Linked DNA regions of Sus scrofa: region 2 is linked to region 1. A link is a contact called in public Hi-C data. All regions are on one chromosome and are shown on one strand. The core of a region is the stretch at or near the end of the contact, and the rest is flanking DNA. Distances in the headings are between cores, read along the strand shown. Region 1 holds the start of PPM1N (probable protein phosphatase 1N). Region 2 holds the start of SIX5 (homeobox protein SIX5).

What was found. A called contact is a pair of places that touch in the nucleus more often than the background predicts.
Region 2: a Hi-C map of liver shows a contact between it and region 1, with 2.9 times the contacts expected there. The contact joins the promoter of SIX5 here to the promoter of PPM1N in region 1. A contact is called at or near these places in 1 of 5 promoter capture datasets (liver), 8 of 47 Hi-C or Micro-C datasets (alveolar macrophages, embryonic fibroblasts, heart right ventricle and 4 more) and 1 of 2 datasets of contacts at active chromatin or transcription factors (alveolar macrophages).

What each region holds. Positions count from the first base shown.
Region 1 is chr6:51,861,252-51,866,731 of Sscrofa11.1, reverse strand. PPM1N (probable protein phosphatase 1N) reads right to left here and starts at 1,671. Exons shown (of 5, transcript XM_021094558.1): 1 at 1-1,671. The coding sequence starts at 578. It overlaps RTN2 (reticulon 2), which reads left to right and starts at 1,979. Exons shown (of 10, transcript NM_001129960.1): 1 at 1,979-2,020; 2 at 4,007-4,051; 3 at 4,179-4,649; 4 at 4,755-5,012. The coding sequence starts at 1,987. LOC110261012 (a long non-coding RNA gene) reads left to right here. Exons shown (of 4, transcript XR_002344692.1): 4 at 1-26.
Region 2 is chr6:52,096,851-52,102,130 of Sscrofa11.1, reverse strand. It overlaps SIX5 (homeobox protein SIX5), which reads left to right and starts at 2,673. Exons shown (of 3, transcript XM_021094581.1): 1 at 2,673-3,561; 2 at 4,488-5,280. The coding sequence starts at 2,759. It overlaps DMPK (myotonin-protein kinase), which reads left to right. Exons shown (of 14, transcript XR_002344695.1): 12 at 1-29; 13 at 182-625; 14 at 977-1,872. It overlaps LOC110261013 (a long non-coding RNA gene), which reads right to left and starts at 3,561. Exons shown (of 2, transcript XR_002344697.1): 1 at 2,767-3,561; 2 at 1,784-2,464.

The sequences.
Region 1 (5,480 bases), core at 422-2,921:
AGGGGCCGATGATCCTCGGTGCCGAAGGCCACGGCTCCCGCGCGACTCAGCACCGCGCGGGAGTCACCACAGTGCGCCAGGTACAGAAAGCGCGGGGAAACCAGCAACGCCACAGCGGTAGAGCCGCCCGGCTCGCCGCGAGGCCAGAGCGCGCGCAGGCGTGCGTCTGCATTCAGGAAAGCGCGGCGCAGCGCTCCACACACGCCGTCGGGCTCGCCAGGCTCCGGGCCCAGCGCCTCGAGCACGTGGCCCGGCAAGTGGCGCGCGCCGAAGAGGGCGGCTCGCACCCCGCCGTGGCCGTCGAGGACCGCGAAGAAAGCCCAGCCTGGGGGCAGTCCGGGTAGCGCCAGCCAAGCGCAATGCGCGTCCTCCATGTGTGCGCGCCAGCCTTGCACTGCGCTCGCCCCGAGACGCAGGCCCCACGGTGCTACCGCACCCCCGTGTGGCCGCTGGGCGCAACGCGGCGCGTCCAGGAGGGACTGAGGACAGCCTGGAGACCTGCTCTCTTCGTCCTCCTCCACCTCCTCTTCCTTGCGAGCTGGCCAGAGACGTCCCAGCAGGCGGGTAAGGACCGCCATCTTTCAGCCTGGAGATCAGGAAGGTTTCACCCTCTGCACCTGCTAACTGAGCCCCCCCCCCGCGCACCTCCACTAATCCCCTACACTGTGAGATTTTAAACTACCTAAATCTTCCTATGCCCTTGACCTGCACTCGAGTCACTAGAAGGGATTGAACTCTTCAATCTCCTCTCTTCCACACCTTCAAAGCGAGGTTTGGAATTTGGGTCAGGGGAAAAATGATCAGAGCACCAAACTAGCACTGCGAACTGCACACCATTTTACATCATCATCTCCAATCTACCGAAAAGGAAACTGAGTCACAGATGTAAACAAGTGTTACAGGGAAACAGTCTCTAGAATCTGCATTTTCAACGCTGGTCTTTGGGTCCCCAGCTCTGATCTGGTCAAGCTCCGCCCACATCAGTGATTCCCAACCCGGTTTCAAAGGCTTTAAATTATTTTTAGGTCAATCCCTCCCCTCTCGATCTCCTCCCGGGATTTCAATCACTTCCCTTCCACACCCGGTCCATCCATTCAAGCCTCCTGCCTCAGAGGCTTCTGAGGTTCTCAGTCCGAGATCTGCTTCTAGCTCCGCCTCTTAGCTACAGGCCTAGCCCCGCCCCCTTGGTTACGCCCACCTTGTCCTTTGCCTGTTCTGCTCTATTCCCTGTAGGCCACGCCTCTAGCTCCTCTGTCTCTGACTAGACCCGCCCAACGCTGAATAATTCTACATTGGCTTAAGATTCACCTGTGCTTGAGCTCCTCCTCTTTTCTCAAAACTTTCTGAGTAGTTTCTTCCCGCTCCCTTTCCCACTCCTTCTGAGAATCTAGGCTCATACCTTACCTCCTTGCAATCTTTATACCCTCTCCGCAATGCCACCTCTAGCTCCACCCCAACCCACTCTGAGATCCACGCCCCCATCCTTTGCGCCTAGGTTCTTTCGTCATTATCTCCCCGAGCCCCTCATCCTACTCTAGGCCCTGCTCTTTTTTCCCTAACGGCCCCGCCCTCTTCTGTCTAGACCCCGCCCTTCAGACCGCCTTCCATGCCTGCTCGGACTGTAGCCTACCGTCCTAGCTCCGCCCCTCTTTTAGGAAGGACACACCCACCTCTAGCCTCCCGGTGTTTCCCCGCCCCTCTTGCCCTCCCTCAAGTTCCGCCCCTCCTCCTGTTCTCTGGCCCCGCCCCCGGCCCCAGAGCTGCAGTGCCCCCCCCCCAGCGGCCCCGCCCGCCCCCGCGGAGCGGAGCTGAGGGCGGCGGCAGCGGCGGCGGCGGCGGCTGCTGGAGCGGCCCGGGAGGAGGAGGCGGCGAGGATGGCGGCGGCGGCGGCGTCCTGGGCGCGGCGGAGATGAGCGCCCGCGGCCCCAGGCCCAGGGCGGCGTGGCCGGAGTGGGCGGGGGTCCCGATGCAGGCCCGGGGAGGGCCATGGGGCAGGTCCTGCCGGTCTTCGCCCACTGCAGTGAGTAGAGGGAGGCTCAGGCCTGGTGTGGGGCCCAGAGGCCCGGGTGGGCTCCTCTCCGGTTTCCCTTCCGACACTGACCACAGGAGAGCTGAGATGGGAGAAGAGGTGAAGGAGACAAAGGAAGCTCTCCCCTCCCCCCGTGTTTTAGCGGCGATGGGGGCGACTTGACCCGGAGAACCTGAGTGATTCGGGGCAGAGGTGGGGGGCACTGAGATAGCCAGCGGGGGGCGCACTGGGTGCTGAGATGTGCCACGGGGCTCCGCCCGGGGATGAGGAAGATCTCTAGGAGCTGTCCCCTCGCCGTGGTGCTGGCCGTAGCCAGCGGCGAAGAGATTTGAAAGGAGGGGTAGAGCCAGAATGGAGAAGAGGGGTCTGACTCCCCCTATCCCATCACCCATCTTTGCATCCCACCTCCATTTTCTGCCCAGACTCCAAGGAAGCCCCGACCTTGCCCAAATTGTCTAATGCCCAAATTCTGGGGAAACAGCCATCCCTGAGTTGGGGCTGGGACTCCTAGGTCCTTAGCAGGTTTTACCACTGATTAATAGTAACCCTGGAGGAGACCCACTCCACTCCAGGCCTCTGATTCCTGGCCTCCTATCCCCAGCTGAGCAAAAGAGGTGGGGGCAGGGCAGGGGGAGGCATCTGATTGCAATTTCCAAGCAGTATTGACACCTCCTGCAGGCAAAGCCCCAAGTTATCTCTGAGGGGCTGGATTCCACAACTGAAAATGCCTTGTCTGAGCCTCATGATCTCTGAGCCCAGGGCTCTTAACAGCTCTTGTCTAACGTTGTCTGTCTCACACCCCTGTGGTTCTGACAGCTGGAGATTTCAACACCGGCCAAGCCCCTTACATGTCTTGGGAGTCCAGGTGCCAAAATTCTGAGAAGTTGTTATTTTAACATTGTAGAGTAGCATCCTAACATTGTAAGATCTTGTATTTACCTGGGCTTAGAAAGGAAGGCCCTACATTATCCCCCCACCCCACCCCCTGGCCTTAATTCCCTGCCCTCGTCTCCCATCCCTCTCCCCTTCAGTCGCTCCTCCAGTCACATCTGCACGCTTCTCTGTTTCTGTTTCTCAAGTATGAAAAGCATATTGCTTGTCTAAGGGCCTTGGCCCTGGCTTTTCCCTCTGCCTGAAAGACTCTTCCCGAGATATCCTCATGGCTTCCTTGCATCATTCAGGTTTCTGCTCAGATGTCATTAGAGAAGTCTTTCTCACCACCCTGTCTGAAATAGCATCCCCTTTGCTTTCTCTCCCCTTACCTTGACTTTTATCCACACACTTGAGACCCAACACCCTAGTGTAATTGTGTATTGTCTGTGTCCCCTATAGAGGGTAGGCTCTTTGAGGGTAGGGATTTAATCTGTTGTATTCACCATTGTATCCTCAGCATCTAAAACAGTGCCAGGCATGTATCAGGTGCTCAATTAATGGTTGTTGAAAGACTTCATGAATGGAAGCCTCCTCAAATCCTTAACATGATGCTTCTGAGATCAAGATCCCTGGATTTGAATTTTTAAAATTGAGCTTCTTTGTTTCCCTTTGGCCTCGCAAAACATGCGCCAAACAGCAGTGACCCAAGCCGCCTGCAACGATGTGAGACCCTTCACCCGCTGTGCCACAAGGCAACTCCTTTCTGAAACTGAGCTAGAGTTTCCTTGTGCCATAGCGGGTTAAGGATTTGGCATTGTCACTGCAGCACCTCAGGTCGCTGCTGTGGCACGGGTTTGATACCTAGCCCGGGAATTTCCATGTGCCCTGAGTGCGGCCAAAAAATTAAAAATTAAAAAAAAAACTGAGTTTCTGCTTGCAGAGATACTAAGGTTTTATGGTCTGTATGCAGAATATCCTAAAGGTCTTGTGGTTAAAATGATCAGATTCCTTAGTTCAGACAAGTTTCCAGGGCTGGCACACTGCTTCTGTAATTTGGGCCATCTAAACTTCTAAGAGTCTTCGATTTTTTTTTCCGTCTTGCAGAAGAAGCTCCATCTACAGCTTCCTCTACTCCTGACTCCACAGAAGGTAAGTTGAGAGGGAGGATGTGAGAGTGGAACTTGAAGGGGGCTCTCAGCTGAGTAAGGGGGTTAAGGAGGGTGAGGCAAGGTCTTGCTTGGTCAGAGGAGTTGATGGCCTCCTTTGCTCATGGCAGGAGGCAACGACGACTCCGATTTTCGAGAGCTGCACACAGCCCGGGAGTTCTCAGAGGACGACGAGGAAGAGACCACATCGCAGGACTGGGGTACTCCCCGGGAGCTGACCTTCTCCTACATTGCCTTCGACGGTGTGGTGGGCTCTGGGGCCCGCAGGGATTCAGCTGCCCGCCGCCCACGACCGCAGGGTCGCTCCGTCTCAGAGCCGCGAGACCCACCCCCTCAGCCTAGCCTGGGCGACAGCTTGGAAAGCATCCCCAGCCTGAGCCAATCCCCAGAGCCCGGGCGCCGTGGTGACCCGGATTCTGCCCCTACGGTCGAGCGCCCCCTGGAGGACCTAGGGCTCCACCTGGACCAGTTGGGCTGGGCGGCTCGGGGAGTAGGGTCCGGGGAGGACTCTGCCACCAGTAGCTCTACCCCGCTGGAAGATGAGGAGCCGGACGGATCAGAGGCTGGAGAGGCTAGGAAAGGTGAGATGTCCACGGTGCTGGGACCGAAGCCATAAGGGGTGGGTGGTCTCTACTTAGGGCACCTCTAAGGTGAAAGCTTACAGCCTTCTCTCTCTACCGCACCAGAGTTGGACCTCCAACTTGGACTTGCTCAGTCCTCGCTGCCTGAAGTCTTGAATCTGCAGCCCAGCCTTGGCTCTGGGGACCCCCAGGCGCGTACCCCATCCCCACCTCAGTCCCGGGATTCGAACTCTAGTCCGGTTGAGCCCTTGCCGGACGAGAAGGAGGAAGAGCCTTGGGGGCAGCAGGAGCGGGAGCCAATCACGGGGCAGTGCCTCGATAGCATGGACCAATCAGAATTCATTTTGGAACCACACCTTCTAGGTAAACTGTGTGAGGGAAGGTGCTTGCTTGGACTACAATCAGGGTGGAGGATTGAATGGAATTTAAAAGGACCCACCTCTCAGAGGAACAGAGCGTGGAGTAGGGAGGAAGTATTGCTATTGGCAAGACGTTATAAACTTCACCCTTTAAAAAAAATATATATTCCCGTTACCTAAGGTTGCCATTGGTTCCTTTTGTATAGTTGCCCCTCCTACTTCAGAAGTTAGTCCTCCTTGGAGCATGGGGATTGGCTGATTGCTAAAAAAAATAATTCCCTCTGTTAGAGTGCTCCCTCTAGAGGCTGATTTTGGACAGGACAAATCCCCGAAAAAATAAGGCTCTCTTCTGGATGTGGCCACGGGGCTTGTAAAGGTAAATTCCGGGCCTTTTAAAAACTCTCTGCTTCCCTGACCACATACATTGCCCAGTTGTAACTAGATCCCGCCCTGCCTTAAAGCATGCTCAGCC
Region 2 (5,280 bases), core at 1,424-3,923, 230 kb before region 1:
GGAGTTGCTTCAGGCCGAGGGAGCCGCAGGCGAGTCCCTCATCCGCCCCCTTTCCTGAGGGCGTCGGGAGGAGGTGGGCCCGCGGCGCGTGTGGACACCTGGGGGAGGCGAGGGGCCCAGGCTGGGGCACGCCGCGCCACCGCCCCTCCACGCGCCCTATGCCTCTCTCTTCTCCTTCCAGCTGTCACGGGGGTCCCCAGTCCCCGGGCCATGGATCCACCTTCCCATGTAAGACCCCTCTTTTTCCCCTGCGTCAAGCCTGCTGTCCCCTGTGCAGACCCTGTCCCCATCTCCCTGTACCCCCGCCTGGATTTAGGGCTCACTCCTTCCTTTTTGAGGTTCCAGTCGGCAGACACCCTCCTTTCAGCCCCACATCTACCAGATATCCCTGGTTCAGGCCTCTCTCCAAATCCCAGCCGGGATCTCCCGAGAAGCCCTCCCCGACCTCCACTCCCCTCGCTGTCTCTCGACCCCCGCTGAGGGCGGCCGAGCCGAGCTGAGCTCGGATCGGGTCACCTGTCCCTTCTCTCTCCAGCTAGATGGCCCCCCGGCCGTGGCTCTGGGCCAGTGCCCGCTGGTGGGGCCAGGCCCCATGCACCGCCGCCACCTGCTGCTCCCTGCCAGGGTACGTCCGGCTGCTCACGCCCGCCCGCTCGCCGCGCCCCAGCCTAGCTCCACATAACCCAAGCCGCTTGTGCTTAGCTAAGCCTCTGCGGGGCCGGGCCTGCCGCGGGGCGTCGGGGTCTGGGGGGCGGGAAGGCTCGGGCAGCCAATCAAAGCAGGTCTTTACCAAGCAGCCAATGATGAGTTCGGACAAGACTTAGGCTTGCGAGCCGACCAACCACAGCTGCCCGCACTGGGAGGAAGGGCAGGGGGCAGGGAGGGTTTCGGCCCCTCTTACGAGCATGGGCGGGGCAAGTCCCAGGAGCCAATCAGAGTCCCGTATCGCGGTGCTGATCCCGCCCTCTCCCCGCAGGTCCCTAGGCCTGGCCTACGGGAGGCGCGTTCCTTGCTCCTGTTCGCCGCTGCTCTGGCTGGTGCCGCCGCCCTGGGCTGCACTGGGTTGGTGGCCTGCGCCGGCCATCTCGCCGCAGTCTGACCCCGCCCGGGAGCCACCTTCGCCGCCTGAACCGTAGAACCCGAGCCCGTCCTCCGCTCGGGCTCTGCTGGAGAGTTGGGTGACCCGGGTACCGCCCAGAAGCCACTCCCACCGCCTCCGGTTCACAGCACTCCGAGCGTGGGTCTCCGCCCCAGCTCTAGCCCTGTGATCCGGGCCCGCCCCCTGGCGGCCGGGGAGGGAGGAGTGGGGGCCGCGGCTCAAGCGAGACTTGTAGCCTGGAAAGCTGCTGCTGCTGAGGGGATCGCGGACCTCTCTCTTCCTCCGGCCTGGCTGAGGCCCCCCGACGGGGGTGGGCAAACTGCGACCTAGAGAAGGCAGCAGGGCCAGGGTTCAAGCAACTATTTTTCACCTTCCAGGCACCCCCACCCACATCGGCTCGCAAACCACAAATCCTCTGTGTGCATGAGGCCCTGCCCTCCCAGGAAAGCTCTCTACGCGGCGAACGTCTAGCGCGAGCTCCGCCTGCTCTCTGGAGAACCTTTTGCTTTTGACAGCCCCGCTTTTTCGGGGACTTTCGTGCCTTCCTCCTCACGTGCGTTGCTCTCGGAGCCACAGCCGGCTCCGCCCGCCTCAGCAGTGTGGGTATTTATTGACCTGTCCTCCAACCCGCTGACAGGCTCCAGGATCCCGGCACCCTAATCCACGTTTTGGATGCACTGAGACCCCGACATTCCTCGGTATTTATTGTCTTTCCCCACCTAGGACCCCACCCCCGATCCTCGCAAATAAAAGGCCCTTTCGTCTGCCCAGAATGCTCGAACTTCGTGCCGGCTCTGTTTGCAAGGAGGGCAGGAGGCTACTCAGTGGGCCAATCCGGCCAGGCGAGTGGAGGCGGCCAATGGCCTGGCAGGAAGCTAGCGGGAGACGAAGCGGACGAATCAGGGGTGGGGGTAGGGATGAGGGTGTGGCTTCGACCTCCGGCCAATAGAAGAAGACGAGCGGGCCACTCGACGGCACCGCCCCTTGTCCAGCTGTGGCCCAGCTGTGCCACTAGACCGCCGCGAAGAAGGGGGCTGGGCGGGCGGCGCGTGCGGCCATCCTCCTGCCACTGCGCCTGCGCGGGCCACGCGCATCCGTTCCAGGGACCTAAGCTCAAGAAAAGTTGCTGCAAACTTTCTAGCCCGTTTTCCCCGCCCCTTCTCCCAGCCAGACCCGCCCCCCTGCGGAGCCGGGAATTCCGAGGGGCGGAGCGTTGGCCGAGATGGGGAGTAAGGGGGGCCTTCTGAGGACCCTGGAGACGGAGGCATGCAGAAGCTCAGTCTCAGGGCGGAGGTGGCTTCGCGCCCTTAGCCCTCCCGGACGGCCCGTTACCTTCTCCGTTGTCCCGATGGGGAAACTGAGGCCCTGAGCCAGAGGCACACGCGGGGGGAGGCAAATAGCGCGGCGGGAGGCGGAGGGAAAACAAAGGGAGAATCACGGACAGTCGGGAAGGGGGACGGGCACACACACAGTCACAGGGACAGAGACCCTAGTAGGAGCTGGACCTGGCATCGGTGGCGGGGGGGAGACGCGAGGTCGGCGGGAGAAGATCGGGAAGCGCGAAGGGGGGTGCGGGGAGAGGGGACGGACGGGGGAGGGGGCTGGGGAAAGCCCGAGGGAGGAGGAGAAGGAGGGAGGAACTTCCCAAAGTTGCAAAACATGGCTACCTTGCCTTCGGAGCCGAGCGCGGGGCCGGCGGCTGGGGGGGAGGCGGTGGCGGCGGCGGCGGCGGCCGAAGAGGAGGAGGAGGAAGCGCGCCAGCTCCTGCAGACTTTGCAGGCGGCCGAGGGTGAGGCGGCGGCGGCGGCCGGGGCCGGGGCGGGCGAAGCGACGGTGAAAGCGGAGGACCCTGGATCCCCGGGCGTCCCCGGGTCTCCCCGCGAGGCCGCTGCCGAGCCGCCCACAGGCCTCCGCTTCTCGCCGGAGCAGGTGGCGTGCGTGTGCGAGGCGCTGCTACAGGCGGGCCACGCCGGCCGCTTGAGCCGCTTCCTGGGCGCACTGCCCCCGGCGGAGCGCCTACGTGGCAGCGATCCGGTGCTGCGCGCTCGGGCCCTTGTGGCCTTCCAGCGGGGCGAGTACGCTGAGCTCTACCGGCTGCTCGAGAGCCGCCCCTTCCCCGCCGCCCACCACGCCTTCCTGCAGGACCTCTACCTGCGCGCGCGCTACCACGAGGCCGAGCGGGCCCGCGGCCGCGCGCTGGGCGCGGTGGACAAGTACCGTCTGCGCAAGAAATTCCCGCTGCCCAAGACCATCTGGGACGGCGAGGAGACCGTCTACTGCTTCAAGGAGCGCTCCCGCGCCGCGCTCAAGGCCTGCTACCGCGGCAACCGCTACCCCACGCCGGACGAGAAGCGCCGCCTGGCCACGCTCACCGGCCTCTCGCTCACGCAGGTCAGCAACTGGTTCAAGAACCGACGCCAGCGCGACCGGACCGGGGGCGGCGGCGGCGCGCCGGGCAAGAGGTGAGGGGACCCGGTCCGCGCCAGTCCTCCTTTCCTGGGGACGTGGCATCCACCAGTCCCCTTCCCCTTTGCCCGCTGTCTGAACTCCTCAGACACTCCCCGCACACACCCTCAGGCGCCCGCCCAGCGCGGGGAATCTGTGCAGATGCAACGGGCACGCGCCCCGGCCCTCGCTCCGACACCGGTGCTCCTGCTGCGGAGGCTGGGAGACCACCTCCCTCTGCTCCGCTCTAGGCTCCGTCCCAGATCCCATCTGTGTCCGCGGCTAGACTCGGGGGAGGCAGCGAGAAAACCCGCGGCTGCTGGAAAGGAGGAGGGGCCTTTGCCGACCCTACCGGGCACAGGGGCCTGTTCGGGTCCCTAAGCTGCCAGGCGCTCCCTAACCATTGCTCGGCCTCACCTCCCGCCCCCCACCCGCCTCAGGGCCCAAACGGCGTGGTCGGTCGTCTGTCTTTGTTGTGAAACGTGAACCTTCCCCAGCTCCGGTTTCCCTGTAACCCTAGCTCTTCCCCTCCCACCCTGCGCGCCGGCCGCTCACTCCTCCAGCGCCCCGGGGGGAGGGCACCAGGAGCTGGGCCGGCCACTACCTCCTTGCTCTCGCCGAAGCCACTTGGCTGCTTTCAGGCCACCCCGGGGAATTTCAGGCAGCCTGGGTGCTCAGTCTCCGGGGCCCTGCCAGGGGGAGGAGGGCCAGCCTGAGCCCTAGGCAGTGGTTTCAATGCCAGGCTGGCAGAGGCTCCGTCCCAGGGGTCCCTGGGTGGCCTCAGAGAGGAGGTTTCATGACCCCCTGAAGTGGTCCACAAAACTGGGGCTGGGGAAAGGTGCGGGGGCCGTGGTGGGCGTGTGCTCCCGCAGAGCAGTTTGCCGGCAGGCCAGCGGGGAACAGTGCGCTGGGCCACACAGCTCACAATCCTTTCTCCCACCAGCGAGTCAGATGGGAACCCCGCTACTGAGGACGAGTCCAGCCGGAGTCCCGAGGACCTGGAGAGGGGGGTGGCTCCAGGGGCTGCTGAGCCTCCCGCCCAGGGCTCCGTATTCCTGGCTGGGGCTGCCCCTCCCACACCATGTCCCGCCTCCTCCTCCATCCTGGTGAACGGGAGCTTCCTGGCCGCCGGCAGCTCTCCAGCAGTGCTCCTTAATGGGAGCCCCGTCATCATCAACAGCCTGGCCCTGGGCGAGGCCTCCAGCCTGGGCCCCCTGCTGCTCACCGGGGGCGGGGGCGCCCCTGCACCGCAGCCCAGCCCCCAGGGGGCCAGCGAGGGCAAGACCTCCCTGGTCCTGGACCCTCAGACTGGGGAGGTTCAACTGGAGGAGGCTCAGCCTGAAGCCCCTGAGACCAAGGGAGCCCAGGTGGCTGCTTCAGGGCCGCCTGGAGAGGAGGTCCCAGGACCTCTGCCCCAAGTGGTGCCTGGGCCCCCACCGGCCGCCACCTTTCCTCTGCCCCCAGGACCAGTGACTTCTGTGGCCGCTCCACAAGTGGTGCCACTTTCCCCGCCTCCTGGCTACCCCGCGGGCCTGGGCCCCACCTCCCCCCTGTTGAACCTGCCCCAGGTGGTGCCCACCTCGCAGGTGGTGACCCTGCCCCAGGCTGTGGGGCCGTTGCAGCTGTTGGCAGCTGGGCCAGGCAGCCCTGTGAAGGTGGCTGCTGCCGCGGGCCCTGCCAATGTGCACCTGATAAACTCCGGGGTGGGCGTGACTGCGCTGCAGCTGCCTTCAGCC